2 separate regions of the Arachis hypogaea genome follow, and region 2 is linked to region 1. Evidence: chromatin contacts called from public Hi-C data. All regions are on one chromosome and are shown on one strand. The core of a region is the stretch at or near the end of the contact, and the rest is flanking DNA. Distances in the headings are between cores, read along the strand shown. Region 1 has its middle 9.6 kb from the start of LOC112751003. Region 2 holds the start of LOC112751012 (protein trichome birefringence-like 34).

Region 1 (6,011 bases), core at 2,596-5,095:
TAGTTTCTGAAATAGAAAATGTTAACTTATGCATTTTTGCTTGCATGCAATGATCACAAATAGAGTTAGAAAAATCTAAAAAATTGACAATTTTATTATATTTTGGAAGATTATAATTTGTAAGGACATATTTTACAATTTTAAGAGCAGCATGTCCAAGTCTATAATGCCATAAAGTGTAAGAACGATATGAATCTGATTTTTTAGCATTATTAACAACAGGAGTGTGATTTTTATAGGTGACAGTATTAACAAAATTGTAGATTCTTTGAGTCCTATATATATTCACGTACAAGAGTTTCTTGAGTGTGTTTGCATTTGAATAAGTAATTGTGTGCATGAAACTCAAAAAATACCTGATTGTTCTCACAAAATTTACCAATGCTTATCAAAGTCTTTGTCAAATTAGGAGTATATAAAAGTTTATTTAAAGTAAATAGGCAATTGAGTCTTTTGCAAGAATATATGAATTTTCAGAATGTGAGAAGAACATACCTGAACTATTTTCTAATGGACCCTATTCTGGTCCATGATATTCATGGCTCGAAACAATATTATTCAGGTCAGGAGTGAGATAGTGTATGGTGTCAATGTGTGGATGCCAAGAATTATCTGTTAATAGTGATGGTGCAGCTACATAGGTCTGAGGATGATGAAAGGAAGAAGAGGATGGTGGAGGAGTGGAGGATCTTGTGGAGTTTGTAGTGGTGGAGGTCTTGAATTGTTGAGAGTTGGTGGGAGGTCGAAAATCCTGAGAATTAGCCGGAGAAGGAAAGCTTTGATCGAAGCGATGATAAGATGACCATGCAAGATGACCTAATTTTCCACAAATCTGGCATTGTGGACGAGTTGAGGTGTAGGAATTGCGACCCCCTCGATTAACCTAGCTCCTCTCCCACGTCTTCCCCCAAATTTTGTTTGTGAATAGTGTGCTTGAGCAATTGGTGCACGAAATTGTGATCATCAATGGCGCCATCAATATGGTACGCTCAATTGCAATCTCAACTCTTTATCACAACTTCGCACAACTAACCAGCAAGTGCACTGGGTCGTCCAAGTAATAAACCTTACGTGAGTAAGGGTCGATCCCACGGAGATTGTTGGTATGAAGCAAGCTATGGTCATCTTGTAAATCTTAGTCAGGCAGATTCAAATGGTTATAGATGATTTATGAATAAAGCATAAAATAAAGATAGAGATACTTATGCAATTCATTGGTGAGAATTTCAGATAAGCGTATGGAGATGCTTTGTCCCTTCCATCTCTCTGCTTTCCTACTGTCTTCACCCAATCCTTCTTACTCCTTTCCATGGCAAGCTGTATGTTGGGCATCACCGTTGTCAATGGCTACAGTCCCGTTCTCTCAGTGAAAATGTTCAACGCGCTCTGTCACAGCACGACTATTCAGCTGTCGGTTCTCGATCATGTCGGAATAGAATCCAGTGATTCTTTTGCGTCTGTCACTAACACCCCACAATCGCGAGTTTGAAGCTCATCACAGTCATTCAATCCTTGAATCCTACTCAGAATACCACAGACAAGGTTTAGACCTTCCGGATTCTCTTGAATGCCGCCATCAATTCTAGCTTATACCACGAAGATTCCGATTAAGGGATCCAAGAGATATCCACTCAATCTAAGGTAGAACGGAGGTGGTTGTCAGGCACACGTTCATAGGTGAGAATGATGATGAATGTCACGGATCATTACATTCATCAAGTTGAGGAACAAGTGATATCTTAGAACAAGAATAAGCCGAATTGAATAGAAGAACAATAGTAATTGCATTAATACACGACGTACAGCAGAGCTCCACACCTTAATCTATGGTGTGTAGAAACTCCACCGTTGAAAATACATAAGAACAAGGTCTAGGCATGGCCGAGAGGCCAGCCTCCAATAATCTAAGAACTAGACGTCCAAAGATGATCTAAGGATCTAAAGTGATCAAAAGATGATAATACAATAGCAAAAGGTCCTATTTATAGAGAACTAGTAGCTTAGGGTTTACAAAAATGAGTAAATGACATAAAAATCCACTTCCGGGCCTACTTGGTGTGTGCTTGGGCTGAGGATTGAAGCATTTTCGTGTAGAGACTTTTCTTGGAGTTAAACGCCAGCTTTTGTGCCAGTTTGGGCGTTTAACTCCCATTCTTGTGCCAGTTCTGGCGTTTTACGCCAGAATTCTTGAGCTGACTTGGAATGCCTGTTTGGGCCATCAAATCTCGGGCAAAGTATGGACTATTATACATTGCTGGAAAGCCCAGGATGTCTACTTTCCAACGCAGTTGAGAGCGCGTCAATTGGGCTTCTGTAGCTTCAGAAAATCCACTTCGAGTTCAGGGATGTCAGAATCCAACAGCATCTGCAGTCCTTTTCAGCCTCTGAATCAGATTTTTGCTCAGGTCCCTCAATTTCAGTCAGAAAATACCTGAAATCACAGAAAAACACACAAACTCATAGTAAAGTCCAGAAAAGTGAATTTTAACTAAAAACTAATAAAAATATAATAAAAACTAACTAAAACATACTAAAAACATACTAAAAACAATGCCAAAAAGCGTATAAATTATCCGCTCATCAGCAATCATGGATTCTGATTTGTGAAATCTTTCTAGCATGTTGTCATGTGTTTTTAGTAAATTCTCAACTTTATTGAGTGTGAATGATTCTGTTTTTACAGAGACTGTGGATATGAATATTTGATAATCTTCATTGAGGCTCTCAATGATAACATCAATTTGTTCTTCAGTAGTGAGAAGATTTTCCAACGCTATTAAGGAATAAAAGAGGTGTTTGAGCTTATTAATGTAATCGGTAACAGTTAACCCAACTTTCTTGATAGTTTTAATTTTAGATTTGAGTTGCTTAACTTTGTATCTTGCCGTCTTGACGAAGTAATCTTCAAGCTTTTTTCATATTTCATAACAAAAGGTGTTGCCAATCATCTTGTTATTGAAATCTTGATCTATGGAGGCTAAAAGGAAAGAAATTAAGTTGTAATGTTCTTGTCTCCATTGCTTTTAAGTCTTTGATCCAGTACTAGTGAGAGCATAAGCATTAGATTCAAATTGAGGAGGAATTGAATCACGCCTGAGATTATCTTGGCCTCTGATTGCTGCAAGTATCTGTGCTTGTCATGTTTTGAAGTTGTTCTCTCCCAATTTGTAGGCTATGGATTTTAAAAATTTTTTGGAATGAAAATTGCTGGAACAATGATAGCATTATTGTTTAGAAGGTTTGAGTTAGCAGAGTCAGCAGTGATGAATGAAGCTATGGATCAAGGTACCACAGTTTTTGATATCATGAACGAATTCTAGTTTGAGCAGAGAATTAGAGAACTAGAAAGAAAAAGACTGAAAAGAGAATTTGAAATTATAAAATTATTCATGTAAAGTACAGTTAGACTGAGTCTTATATAACTCTAAAAATGAAAAAATAGAGAATTCATCATTTACATCAATCCAATCGAATATATCTCAACCCATTCTACTAACAATAACAAATTCTAACAAATTTTTCTTTCACAAATTGACGAACTCGTATTATTTTCAAAGAAAACAAGGTATTGGGGAATCTTAACTTTTAACAGATTTCTTCAAACCTATATTTTATTGTTATTGAAATTGTGGAGTTTTGTTAATATTTGAATTAAAGTTACTTTCTTCCTTATTAAAATATTACAATATTATTCAAGCCATTATTTTTTTTATTTCGTTTTTTTAGGTATTAGAAGCCAATAAATTTTCAGGAGGTTGAGTTTTGGACGAGAATTTTCAAGAGGTTATAGTGCGTGTTGTTCTTGGTTTCTTGGAAATTTCTTTGTTTTTTTTTTTTGTTAGATAGGAAATTTCTTACTAAAGTAATGTTAGCATTATACATTATTGTTAAAAAAGTTTTGGTGATATGTTGTGTTAGGTTTGGACATTTTCTTGGGTCTGTAAAGTTTGGGCTTTAGTCAGTTATTGGAATATTCTGAGACAGTTTTACTTTGAGACCCAAATGTCCAAAAGATTAAAAATATTTGAAAATAAACTCTTGACCAAAAAAAAAAAAAGAAAATAAACTATCATTTTATGTACCAAAATAAAAAATATCATATTGAACTATAAAATACAATTAAAATTTTTAAACAAAAAATTGATAGAGAAAAAATTGACATTTTAAATGTATTATGACCTATCTATAATATAAAACTTTTATGAAGCTGCAATGTTTAAATAATGTGTACGCAATTTGTTTTGTTCATTCATTTTGGCATTTTATTCGTATTTAAAGATAAAGTATATTTTTTATTTTTTAAGTTTAATAAAAATTTTAAAATTAAACATAAATTTTATTTTATTTTAATTTTAGCTCACAAGATTTTAATTTGCATTAAATATGTTTCGATAACTAAATTTTCAAAAAAGTTAAGACTAATCCAACAATAATACATGAAAATTATACTTGATTTACTTGTATTAAAAGTTATTTTTATGAAATTATTATTGAATTGATCATATTTTTTTGAAAAATTAGCTGTTAAAAATATATTTAATACAAATAAAAATTTTTTGAAACAAAATTAAAATAAAATAAATAATTTTAAAAATATTTTTAAAACTTTTACCAAATCAATATAAAGAGGTAAAATAATCTTTACTTAATAATAATTGACAATGATTATGATGATACTCTAGTAGAAATTAATTTTGCGGGTTAATAATCAAATTCGTTCCTAAAAGATAAGGTATTCTTCAAATTTGTCCCTAAAAAATTTTTTTAATCAAATTAGTCCTTCAAAGATTACGAATTAATCATATTTGTCCTTCAGTTACTTCACTCATAATTTTCGTCAATGATTAATGATGTAAAATGTTAACTGATAGCATACATGACACATAACATGTTCAATTAAACGTTGACTAAATATATTTACAAAAATCTATCAATTTAGTCACTAGGTGATATTAGGAATAGAATTTTTGTAATTAGAAAAAATGACTAAATTAATAATTTTCATAAATATATCCAATTAGACATATCAAATATTATATATGTTATCAATTAACGTTTTATAACATCAATCTTTGAAAAAATTTGTTAGTGGAGTGATTAGAGGATAGATATGATTAATTCGCAATCTTTGAAGGACCAATTTGATTAAAAAAAATCTTTTAGAGATGAATTTGAATAATGTCTTATTTTTCCGGGACTAATTTAACTATTAACCCGTAAAAACTATTCTTAGAGTGATTGAAGATTATGATAGGATGAGGTAAATAGGTAATAGATGTAATACAATATACATTTTGTCTTTATCAATTATTTAATAATACAAATATTTTTCATATACAAGTCATTTACACATATAAGTCTATAAAAGTCTTTTTAACCTAATTTACCTCACACATCACTATTTAACTAACTTTTCAATCAACGCACGAATATATAACTGTCTTTTTTGAAAGGATTTTGTTTCCTTTTTCGAATCTCCTTAACGTTTTCGATCTACGTTCTCTTCTATCTATGCATTTTTCTTCATTCGTTCTCTGCATTTTCTTTCTTCATTTTTTACAATTTTCTTCGTTCTCTACGTTCTTGAAATCAAGCTCTGAAATCAGTTTTGAATAGTTATCTTGTTGTTGAAGATAATGAATGATTTATGTTCAGATTGTCAATTAAACAAGAGAAGTGGATTATTGTTTTGAATCCAATCAGGTGGTTGAGATGTGGTTCGATTCTAGTTAATATTTTTGTTAGTAGTTTATGATTCAGTAGGTGAATAATATTGTTTTTGTTTGTGAAAATTGATGTTCATCGTTGATGGTTTGAATTAAATGTAGTGTAGGAGTTCTGCATCAAAGAAAATATTTTTGTGTATTTACAGCAAATTTCGGTGTAAATCTAAGACATTTATGTATATTATTTAAGAATTTTTGGTAGATTTGTACTGATAAGTTCTGAATAATTCAAAACTCTTTCTCTTTCTCCTTCCTCATCTTCTGCTGCTTCTTTTTCTTCTTCTT
Region 2 (6,258 bases), core at 2,624-5,123, 36 kb after region 1:
TTATTTAATTGAACTTTTGCATTGTATCACTCATTTTGTCACTGCTGTGCCAAGTACAACTACTGTAAAGCCCCAACAAACGGGTAAGGTTCATAGATATTCCATTACTGGATTTCAATTAAGCTATGTATAATTATTAGTCATGTTTAGAACAAGCAATATTAACATTTAAAAATATTATTAAATCTTAAATTATTATAATTATTAGTCATTTAATAATAACATTGTTAAATCTTATATATCATGAAATCACTCATTATTCAAAAAATTTAAGTTAGATAAAAAGAAACAGTATAAATAATTATATTTTTAACATTTCTTTTTTTATATATTTTTGCATAAATTATCTTTTTTTATTTGCTTTATACTAATTTTTTTATTTTTGAAATTTATTAAAAATTAAATTATTGACCTTTTGAACAATAGATATATCATATCATAAAATCACTTATCACAAAAATTTAAACTAATAAAAAGAGATAATATAGATGATTATATCTCTAACAAATTTGATAAAATTTTTGAATATTGTTATAAACTTTACTTGATAAAATATATTTTTTCATCAAGATACAAGTTGATCATCACATCACATGAACTTGAAGTTTTGTGATGAGAACTCAAATAATGGGAATATATTGACACTTTTTCTTCTCTTTTATACATATATTCAAAGAATAATAATATAATTAGGAGTCTGTGAAAAAAAAAACAATAATAATTGTTTACTTCTAAAATGATAAAGATAAAAAATATTGATACAAAAAATCAAAGAAAAATATATATACAATCCAGAATAGATATATAAGTCCTAATTTCGACATATAAAAAAAAGACCAACTAAACAATATTACAACAATAAAATATACCAAAATACATAGTATTTTTTCATACTAAAACTTCTAAAAGGGGCAAGACAAAAGTTGTGGAACCTCGGATAAGTTTGCACCAAAAGAAGTGATGGAAAAAAAAGAATGCCATGCATTTTCTTGTCTTCACGGAACTTGTTTTACTTTTGACTTCATGAGATCTCCATTAATGAACAGCCTGAGCCATAGATTTATCTTCAACCCATCCTTATCCAAAGATATTCCTTGGTATAATTGAAAACAAAAGCTTTATTTGTATAAATTAAAGAAATTTATGCAAACATTTAATCATAAATATCAAATTAATGATCATATCACTAAAATTAATTATATAGTGCTTACATATATTATTTTAAAAAAATTTAAGAAAATAATTTGATTAGATGACAATATAAAATTTATTATATTATAAGTATATCAAAATTAAACGAAGGTCTAGTATATATAGTATTGGTTATCCGATCATTAGTCCCTTAATCAAGTGGTGAGGATTCAGTTCCTAAAATTTATTACTAGATGTATAATCTTTAACTGGAAGTTTAAGTGATAAAGAATTAGTTACTATTGGCCACGATAAACACCATGACAGACAAAAAAAAAATATATTAATTCATAATAAAAGATATAAATAATAGAAAAGATATTAATTATTATTATGGAAACTTTAATAAAATAAAAAAATAAATATGTAATCACTATTAAATTTCTAGCCTTCATTATACATAAGTCCTACTACTTTAATTCAAGAAATATTTAACATTCATTTTTTCATTTTACCAATTATTCACCTTATTAGAAGAAGTTCATCCATATATGGTTGTCCCGAACTTGCAGATACTCACAAAGATTATCCGCAATAGAGATTAACAGAAATCTACAAAATTTTCATAGAAATGAAATCTATTTTTGTGGATAAATAGAGACGGAAGTAGAAATTAAGATACCTGCATTATTATATTTAGATTCTTAAAACTTTTGCAAAAAAAATTTACTTAAATGCCTTTATTTATATATATATATATATATATATATATATATATATATATATATATATATATATATATATATATATAACCTTAATTCATTCCTTACTTAAATAAAAATTTTTATTTTTTTATTTTAATTTATATATTAAAAATGACTGTAGAAAAAAAATTATATAAATAATTAGTCATGTTTTTCTGTAGTAGTACATGCATCAATTGAAATATGCGGCTCAACTATCAATAAAAGATTTAAATTTTATACGTTATTAGTATAAAATAATTTTACACAAACAATTAATTATATATTCTTATTATATTAATAAAAATAATTAATTTTTAAATTTATTACTTAAAAAATTATCTAAACAAGATGACTATATAAAAATTTTTACACTATTAGTATATTATAATTAAATTTATCAATAAATTCAAAAGTTTTGTAAATTAAATGATTGATAGCATTTAATTAATTTTGTGTATGCAATTTTTTTAACACTAAAATTTATAAAGAAAGTTAAACTATTTGTAATTTCTTACACAAGGATGTGTCCAAATATTAGGAATTAGAGTAGAATAATTGTGGTAGAGATATAACTATTCATATATCTTTTTTTATGATCAACTTAGGAAAAGTAGCTAATATCATAATATATTATCAAAGTTTTATAATCGAAAAATCTAAAATTCAAATCTTGTAAGATTCCAAAAGAAAAAGAATTTAGCACAAGGCAAATTAAGAAAAATATAAAAATTTAACCAAATTTAAAAAAAAACTCTTATTTAAAAAATATAATCATTTATATATATTTTTTATCAGCCTAAATTAAAAAAAAGTAGTATCATGATAAATTAGCTTATGTGATTTAATTATGTATTTCAGCTAATTGGTACATTATTGGTACATATGCATGTACTGTATGCTTTGGTTAATTTGAATATATTTCCAAAATAAAATTTTATATTATAATCTAATTATGTATTATTACAATTATTGCATGTACTGTATTTTCTACTACTTAAAGTCTGTTCAGATTCTTAAATATAATTGAATAATAGCACGCTTAACATAATTGTATACTATTATATCGTGCATATTAACTAAATTCGTTAATTATTTTTCTTTTTATTATATATTTATCCTCAACAACCAAACACGTAACCCAAAAATATACTAGTATACTAAAAGAGTAAATTGCAAATGTAACTCTTACCAGAAACACTCTTAAAAGTTGCAAATAAATCTACCTAGTATGTGGTTACCTTAGTTTGCTAACCCACTAAAAAAGAAGATTTGATATATGAAGCATGCATACATACACATGAGGGAATTAAGAAAGTGACACTACTTTGTTGGTTTCTCTTATCTCTTCCTCATTTGTGTTTTGAGGTAGAAAAGGACTTAAGATAGTGGAGAGGACAGTAAGGGCTTCGACCATTCTTCAAGCAATGTCATTGGTTGTGAAAACGTCAACAACATAACCTTAATATATATCATTTAATTGATCCTTCCCTCCACATATCATATCATATCATATCAAATCAAAGTTCCAAACAACATAATTACTATAGAATATTTTTAAAAAAATAGTGCTTCAAATAATTGCCATCATATTAAACCACATAAAATAAGGTAAGGTATATAGTAAAGTTTAGTAGATGAAGCATAAAATATCTTTCTAAATAGTTTAATATGCATTATCTCATAAAATTATTTATTCTATAAATTTAAATCTTAAATAGAAAGCAAACAAATAATTATACATCTAACATTAATTTTTAATCTATATAAATTGGAGCTAAATTTTAATTAGTCAATGTTGAATATAGTACATTATTATCTGATTCTTATTGTAAAACACTATGAGTTAAGAAATATCAAGTACACTAAACTTCTAAATGCATCATTGTTCTCCACCTACCATTTTCAGTGGGACATGTTTGGCTATGGATGACAATAATCTTCTACCTCACTATCCATCATCAAGAAAGCTTCAAAATTAAAATTGAGGAATCATTATATTGCATTGCATCTTGAAAAAAACAAAGAAAGGTGCAAGCAATTATTGTAATAAATGGCAAATAAGGCATCACAAGAAATAGTGTTAGGAAACACTAGTACTAATAATGGAGGAATAAGAAGCACATTTCAATCACTTGTTTTAGTACTAACAACAATTGTAGTTGTGACTGGCGTTTATCTAACACAAGAAGGAGGAGAATGGTTTGAAGAGAGTAGTAGTAATAGTATGTCATCAATTATTGAAGAATCAAAATGCAACATGTTTAATGGTAAGTGGGTTTTTGACAACATAACTCATCCATTATACAAAGAGAAGCAATGCACATACATGTCAGATCAATTGGCTTGTGAGAAGTTTGGAAGGAAGGACCTTAGCTACCAGAATTGGAGGTGGCAGCCACACCAATGTCACATACCAAGGTCTTTTAATTAATTAATTTCCATCCCCTTAATTAAGTATTAGCTTATTATCACATTTTTTCTTTTAATTTTGGAAAATTATAATTTTATGATATCTATTCTTTCAATTTTCAGGTTAGTTTGACTAATTTAGTACATTGAAAAATCATCAATACATATCTAGATAGACAATTGTTGGTTTGTGTTAAGAGACAAATTTTTGTTCAGATATTAGTACTATAGACCTATATTTTGACAAGACTATTGCTCAGAGACAACTAATTTTAATTCAGTGGTAATGTATTTTGGCTTTGGCGGCTATAATTGCCGTAAATAGATTTATCCTAATTAATATTATTAATCGTTTTTTATTTTGTCGTTAAAAGCTAAAGCTTTAGTGACAGTTATTAATTATCGGTAAAAACCTTTCTTAAGGTTAAAAAAAATTCTATAACTTATAATAATAATAATAATAATAATAATAATAATAATAATAATAATAATAATAATAATAATAATAATAATAATAAATACATAATTGTTACAAAAAATTAACTTAAAAAAATGGTCATAATATAATACTATTGTCACTAAAATTAGTTTTTTTACACTGTTTAAAGCATTCAAACTTCTCTAGACAATTATTGATACATAATTAATGGGTAAAACATAATTTTTTGTCTTTAAAATTTATTAAAAATATATCTAAGTTTTATTTTATTTTAATTTTGTTTTAAAATTTTTTTATTTGAATCAAATATACTCTTGACGACTAATTTTTCAAAAAATTTAGGACCAATTCAGTAACAATATTCACAAAACATCCTTCAACACAAGTAAACCAAACATATTTGTCATGTATTATTACTAGATTAGTCCTAAATTTTTTGAAAATTTAGCTGTAAGGAATATATTTGATACGAATAAAAAACTTAGAATAAAATTAAAACAACATAAAACTTATGAATATTTTTAAAATTTTTAACAAATTTCAATAACAAACGATATATTTTACCATACATTAGTTTTTTTTTTAATGTATTAATTTAGTCAATTTATATTATATTTTTTAGCTTTGTTGAATGTGGCCCATCTTTTTGTGTTATATAATAATTATAGGTTCAATGCAACAGCAATGCTTGAAAAGCTAAGGAACAAGAGGCTTGTGTTTGTTGGGGATTCACTCAATAGAGGCCAATGGATTTCAATGGTTTGCCTTGTTGAGTCTTCAGTGCTCCCATCTCTTAAATCAATGCGCACCATTGCCAATGGATCACTAAGTATTTTTAAGGCCATAGTAAGTAATCTTAGGCATTATAAGTAGAAGAAGAATAGAGCTATATATAGTTGCTTCTATTGTCGCATGAACATGGAACAATAAACAATAATAAAAAATTTAATTATCCTATGAATCTCTATACTTTTACTGAATTTTTAATTAGGTTTTTATTTTTGATTGAGTCCATAGTAACAAAAACGTTAGAATTATCAGAATATTCTGTCAAACAAAATGAATATGTCTAACACTTGACTGAATATTCTATATAATTTAACAGAATATTTCCTTAATTTCAACGTTTTTGTCACGGTAGGGACTTAATTATAAAATATGACACGGTATAGGGATCTAATTGAAAAGAAAAAAAAAAGTATAAAAGACCTACCTGATTAAAAATTTAATGAAACTATAGGAACTGACAGGATAATTAAACCTAATAAAAAATACTATGCAAAATATATTTTATAGCTAATATGATTATATAATTAAAAGAGTTTTAATTTATGATATATATTTTATGGCAAGTATAATGACTATATATTCACTTGATATCCTTGAAATCCAAATTAATTTTTCTTTATTTCTAAAATTAAACATTGATCAAATTTAAAATTTAGATATATAGTTTTATATTTTGTGAAATATAATATTAAACACTTATAAATATAATCTTGTCCTCTCCTGAAATTAAAGGAAATTAATATC

The links. Hi-C and Micro-C count contacts between places; a contact is called where the count stands out from the background.
Region 2: a Hi-C map of an unstated tissue shows a contact between it and region 1, with 2.9 times the contacts expected there. The contact joins the promoter of LOC112751012 here to the enhancer-like site in region 1. A contact is called at or near these places in 4 of 8 Hi-C or Micro-C datasets (leaf and an unstated tissue).

What each region holds. Positions count from the first base shown.
Region 1 is chr2:91,922,721-91,928,731 of arahy.Tifrunner.gnm2.J5K5, forward strand. No RefSeq gene overlaps it. Among protein-coding and RNA genes, the nearest start is that of LOC112751003, 9.6 kb to the left of the region's middle. Within about 2 kb of position 3,846, at least 1 of the 3 cell types and tissues checked has open chromatin away from gene starts, as enhancers often do.
Region 2 is chr2:91,958,859-91,965,116 of arahy.Tifrunner.gnm2.J5K5, forward strand. It overlaps LOC112751012 (protein trichome birefringence-like 34), which reads left to right and starts at 3,874. Exons shown (of 5, transcript XM_025799989.3): 1 at 3,874-4,295; 2 at 5,394-5,571. The coding sequence starts at 3,928.